2 separate regions of the Gossypium hirsutum genome follow, and region 1 is linked to region 2. The links are chromatin contacts, called in public Hi-C maps. All regions are on one chromosome and are shown on one strand. Each heading gives the region's core, a stretch centred on a gene start, on an enhancer-like site or on the middle of the called end of the contact. The rest is flanking DNA. Distances are from core to core; before and after follow the strand shown.

Region 1 (2,754 bases), core at 45-2,544, 360 kb before region 2:
GGGATGGTGATCCTCATCCTGATAGTGATCGAAATATTAAAAAAGTGAGGTTTAAAGATAATTCCGTTGAAGGAGATACTTCTATGGCTGTGGATCCTGATCCACAACTAACTATGTCATGGAAAGACAAACTCTTGGGGGACATACTGTAGTCTCTGACTCGGATCGTTCTGTGCTTTCTGCGAGGAGTGATAATGATTTTGAGTTGCTAGAAGGAGATGTGAATACGACCATCATTGACGGTGTTCCTGCTATTGCCTTCTCGGATCGTATTAAAGATATTCTCTTCAGAGAAATAGAATTGACGATCATCGTCAAACTTCTAGGACGTAAATTGGTTACAACGCCCTGCATAATCGCATTATTTTTCTTTGGAAACCAGTGAATCCTATTCGTTTAATGGACATTACTAATGGCTATTTTTTGGTTAAATTTTAGGCTGTTGATGATTACAACAGAGTTTTGACGCAGGGCCCTTGGATCGTCTATGGACAGTACCTGACTGTTCAACTATGGACTAAACACTTTAGACCTTCACAACCTTACCCTAGTGTGGTGCTAGCCTGGATTCATCTGCCGAGTCTCCCGGGATACCTTTATAAACGGAAAAATAATTGAAGCCATTGGGGATCTCATTGGGAAGGTGGTCAAACTTGATGTCTAGACTGATAATCAGACTAGAAGCCGATTTACTCATTTAGCTGTTTACATTAATCTGGAAAAGCCATTGATTTCGCAGGTTATTGTTGACGGTGCTGTCCAACGTGTCGAATATGAGGCTCTTTGGACAGTGTGTTTTGCTTGTGGTAAATATGGGCATGTTAAAGGAATGTGCCCATCGGTTGTGACGGATAAAAACCTGATGGTGTATCGTGATGAATTGTCGATCGGGGTGGCCCTTCCTAACGAGGGCAACATGGACGATGAAACAATGGTTCTAGAAGCAGAGAGAAGGAACCGGAGTTTAGGCTGTGGATATTGGTGGAAAGAAAATCATCATGGCGGGTGAAGCGGAATATTTCTGGGAAAGGTTTGGCGAAACAAACTAAAAACCCATTAGGGTCTAGATTTTTGGCGTTGATGGTGGATAAGGATTTAAGTGATAATGCGGGGCTGTCTGCTGGAGAAATTGTAGGGGAAAAAGCTAATGTGGAGGTGGCTGCTAATTCAATGAGTTTTAAAACTAGGGTTAATAAAAAAGGTGTTAGGGGTTTTTAGTTGATGCAAATCATGAGGGTAACGTGGGGTTGGGCTTATTTAGGGGGACAGTTATGAATGATAATTTGGACAGTGTTGCTCTGGAAAGCTTGGGCCAAAATTTCAAAGATTTTTTGGATAAATTTTTGGGGAAAAGGCCTACGGGGTTGGGTGGTTTTATTAATAATAATGGGGGCTCTATGGCTAAATTACCTGCTTCTATTTTTTCCTCTTCTGCTTCTGCAGATTCGAAGAATGCATGTTTACAAAATAATACTCCAATTGATGACACAAGCGGTCAAGGCAATTTGGATTCTAGAAACCAGGCTAATATTGAAGTTGAAGATTTGGAAAAAATTAAAGCACATTACAATCTCGTGTTTGATGAATCTGAAGGATTCATTGTTCCTATATCTGATAACACACTTGATCTAGGTAAGTATTCAATAGTTACTTTTAAAAAAATGTTCAATCTAATCAACAGGTTAAATCAGGTTCACAATCAGTAGAGGTCCTGGATTCGGCTTTGGGTTCGAATTTAACTAATCCTAGAGATCGAATAAGCAGTGCTAGAGACAGTGGTAGTTGAAGTAATCGAAAGACCTCTTTTGCTTTACGGGGTCGAGGGAATCATTTTAAACCTTCTGTGAACACGCGTATTCCTTTAGTTGAGTCTATGGAGGCGATGGTGGAGCTCTTATCTCCTCAAATTCTCAGCAAGAATTTGAATGCCAGCTAGATGGAGTAGGTTCAAATTCAGAAGGCAATATTTGCCTCGAAAGCTAGGTATGATATTCTATTTTTAAATTTTATTTAATAAATATTACTATCTTTTCGTGGAATTACCAGAGCTGTGCAAATGTTAAATTCCCTAGAATTTTTCGGGAATACAATATGGAGTACAAACCTGATATTGTTAGTTTGCTCGAACCGAGAGTAAGTGGGGCCAAGGCTAACAACATTATTGCTAAGTTGGGTTTCCAGTATTCTTACAGTGTGAAGGTGATTGGCTTTTTTAGGGGTATTTGGCTAGGATGGAAAGATTCCGTTCGCCTTGAGGTGGTCTGTAGCCATCCGCAATTCATTTTGACTCAGGTTTGGCAAATGCCCTCGTCACATCCTATTTTCATCTCTTTTGTTTATGGTAGTCCCAATAGGCAAGTGCGCTAATTTTTTTGGAATGATTTGAGGTCTACAAATCTGCTTGGTCAGATCCTTTGGATTGCTATTGGTGATTTCAACGCAATCCTCTCCTCTTCTGAGAAATTTGGGGGCCTCTCTAGGGGCAAGAGATGCCCATATTTTGGTGACTTTGTTGATTCAGCTGAGCTTCATGATTTAGGGTTTAGAGGGCCTCCCTTCATTTGGCATAGGGGATATTTGTTTGAGAGAATAGACCGTGCTTTGGGAAATAAGGCCTGGATATATAATTTTCCTAGTTGCATGGTTTCTCACATTCCAAAGATTAAGTCAGACCATCGCTCTCTCCTTTTGGTTTTGAATCCGAGTATTTCTTTCACCTAGGGAAGACCTTTTAGATTTTTGGTTGGATGGGCT
Region 2 (2,760 bases), core at 134-2,633:
TTTGGCGATTGATTAGTTTGTTACTCAGCTAGATGCTCAAATTTCTTTAAAAGATCTAGGGAAGCTGAGTTATTTTCTTGGAATCGAAGTTCACTACACTTTAAAAGGCATGTTTCTGTCCCAGAAAAAGTACATTCAGGATTTGCTTCAAAAAAGCGTCCATGGATAGGTCGAACAGCCTGCCAACACTAATGGTTACTACTTGTCATCTGTCAGCTGCTGTAGGTAGTCCTGTTGAGGATGAGCATCATTACAGAAGTATTGTTGGAGCCTTACAGTACGTGGTGATCATCAGACCTGACATTGCTTACTCTGTCAACAAGGTGTGTCAGTTTCTACATAAGCCGTTGGACTTGCATTTCAAAGCCATCAAAATAATATTGAGGTATTTACAAGGGACACTAACCTATGGCTTGAAATTCACTCGCTCTTCAAAGTTTTTACTTGAGGGATATTCAGACGCAAGCTGGGGGTCCGATGTTGATGACCGCAGGTCAACCTCAGGGTTTTGTGTGTTTCTTGGAGGGAATCCAATTTCTTGGAGCTCAAATAAATAGCAAGTGGTCTCCAGATCCACAGCTGAGGCAGAATATAGGAGTGTTGCTCATGTAGCTACAGAAATGGTGTGGATTCAATCCTTATTAACTGAGTTGTGTGTTTCAGTTAATAATAAGGGATTGATAAGGTGCGACAGTTCTGTTGCAGTAGCAGTAGCAGATAATCCTGTTATGCACTCCAAATTCAAGCATGTTGAGTTGGATGCGTTCATTGTCAGAGAAAAGGTGACAGCTGGGGTGCTTCAAGTAGGACATGTTCCTAGTTCAAATCAGATTGCAGATATACTAACAAAACCACTGTCAGTAGCAGTGTTTACTAGATTTCGAAGTCAACTTCGAGTTGTTGATATGAATTAGAGGGTTTTGGTGAGAAAGAAACCAGATAAGTATGGGGCATATTAGAAGTAAATACATGTTTAGTTATTAGTTACTGATAGTTATTGATAGTTATTGTTAGTTACAAAGCTGTTAGTAACGGTTGTTCACTAGTTTGTATTAAATACATGTAAACTGATTTCATGAAGATAGATGAGGAAGTTTACTCAGTTTTTCATGAGTGTATTGAATTTTAGCACATGGCATTTCACAAAGAAAAGCTGGCTCCAGACGACATTCACCTGGAGAACTTATACGGGATGCTTTCGAGAAATGTACTCCGAGGGTCGCCACTACCCTTTGTAACACCAAAGATAAGGTCTCAGACATCGCACATGAAGCTAACAAGCTTAAACAAGCAACTTCAGGGACCGCACATGAAGCCAAAGAGAAGGTTAAAGACAAGGCTTGGGAAACCGCGCAGGAAGTTAAAGAGAAGGTTTCAAAACTGCACACGGAACCAGAGACAAGGTCGCAGATACGAAGGGAGCTATTAGCGATGCTTTAGGCAAAGCAAAAGGGCAGTTTTGCAAAAGGGCTAAGATGTTAAAAAAGGGCGAAAGAGTCCATTGATAAGGCCAAGGAGGCGGCGATAATAGCAAAACACACGGCCAAGATGATGGGGGCTGATATAGTGACAAATAAATCAGAGCAAGTGGAGAACGTTCAAGAAAAGGCCATGGAAGAAGCAGGCCGAGCTGCGAACAAGGTTAAAACTAGTGCAAACAAGTTTCTTGATGGTTTGAAGTACATGACTTCAATGGAGGCATTGAATATAGTGATGGGTATAGCGAACTTACTTGGATTGACTAGAGCATATGGTATCAGTGTGTGGGTTATGTTCATTTCATGCTATACCCTGGCAGGACTGCTACCAAGACAACAGTTTGGGGTGGTGCATAACAAGTTATACCCTGTTTACTTCAGGGAAATAGCTTATAGTATAGGGTTGGCTTTCTTGGCAAACTAAGATAAAAAAAACTTACTTTTTAATTAAAATGCAAACAATTCTTTGGCAATACAATATTATTTTTTTAGGATTATTAGAGAGATACCTAAACAGGTTAATGACAAAAACATACCTATTAATGATAAAAACATACCTATTAAAAAAAAGGCTAAAATTGTTAGAAATATTACCATAATTGAATGAAAATTTCCTTATTTGAAAATTTTGAAAGAAAACTTCCTTATTTGAAAATTTTTAATAGCCAAGAAAAATTATTTACTATTGAACGCCTTTCATCATAATGCTATTCGTCCTATGATAAAAGAATATAAAGATATTTAGTCAACTAGTGATTGAGAAAGATCAACTTCTGTAGTAGAAATGTTTCTTGAAAAGGAAAGTGAAGAATAATTGCATTGTTATTATATAGAATTCTCTAATAGAAAACAATCTACTGTCAAGATGTTTGTGTTGTGTGACATGAAAATAATATCCTTAATTGTAATTTTAATTACCAAAAAAAATTTAAATTTAATTAGATTATATTCTATTTGATAAAGATTTCATCAGCTTTAATTTAATAAAGAAATGAAGAAATATTATGGAAACATAAAACATAAATAAAGATGTTTGTGTTGTGTGACATGAAAATTTGGGTTTAATCTTTAATATTCTTAAATGTACTTCTAATTATCAAAAAAAAAAATTAAATCTAATTAGATTATATTCTATTTGATAAAGATTTATTCATCTTTAATTTCATAAAGAAATGGAATAAGAAATATTATGGAAACATAAAACATAAATATTTTGGATAAGACATTTCATTATACTTCATTTTTCTAATTGATTTATTATTCTATTGTTTTCCTTTGACAA

Evidence for each region. Hi-C and Micro-C count contacts between places; a contact is called where the count stands out from the background.
Region 1: a contact with region 2 is called in a Hi-C map of leaf, with 2.8 times the contacts expected there. The contact joins two enhancer-like sites. A contact is called at or near these places in 8 of 34 Hi-C or Micro-C datasets (fibers, leaf and seedling).

The regions. Positions count from the first base shown.
Region 1 is chrD13:43,201,876-43,204,629 of Gossypium_hirsutum_v2.1, reverse strand. No RefSeq gene overlaps it. Among protein-coding and RNA genes, the nearest start is that of LOC107948807, 6.4 kb to the right of the region's middle. Within about 2 kb of position 1,294, at least 8 of the 9 cell types and tissues checked have an H3K27ac peak or open chromatin away from gene starts, as enhancers often do.
Region 2 is chrD13:42,839,029-42,841,788 of Gossypium_hirsutum_v2.1, reverse strand. No RefSeq gene overlaps it. Among protein-coding and RNA genes, the nearest start is that of LOC107918689, 13 kb to the right of the region's middle. Within about 2 kb of position 1,383, at least 1 of the 9 cell types and tissues checked has an H3K27ac peak or open chromatin away from gene starts, as enhancers often do.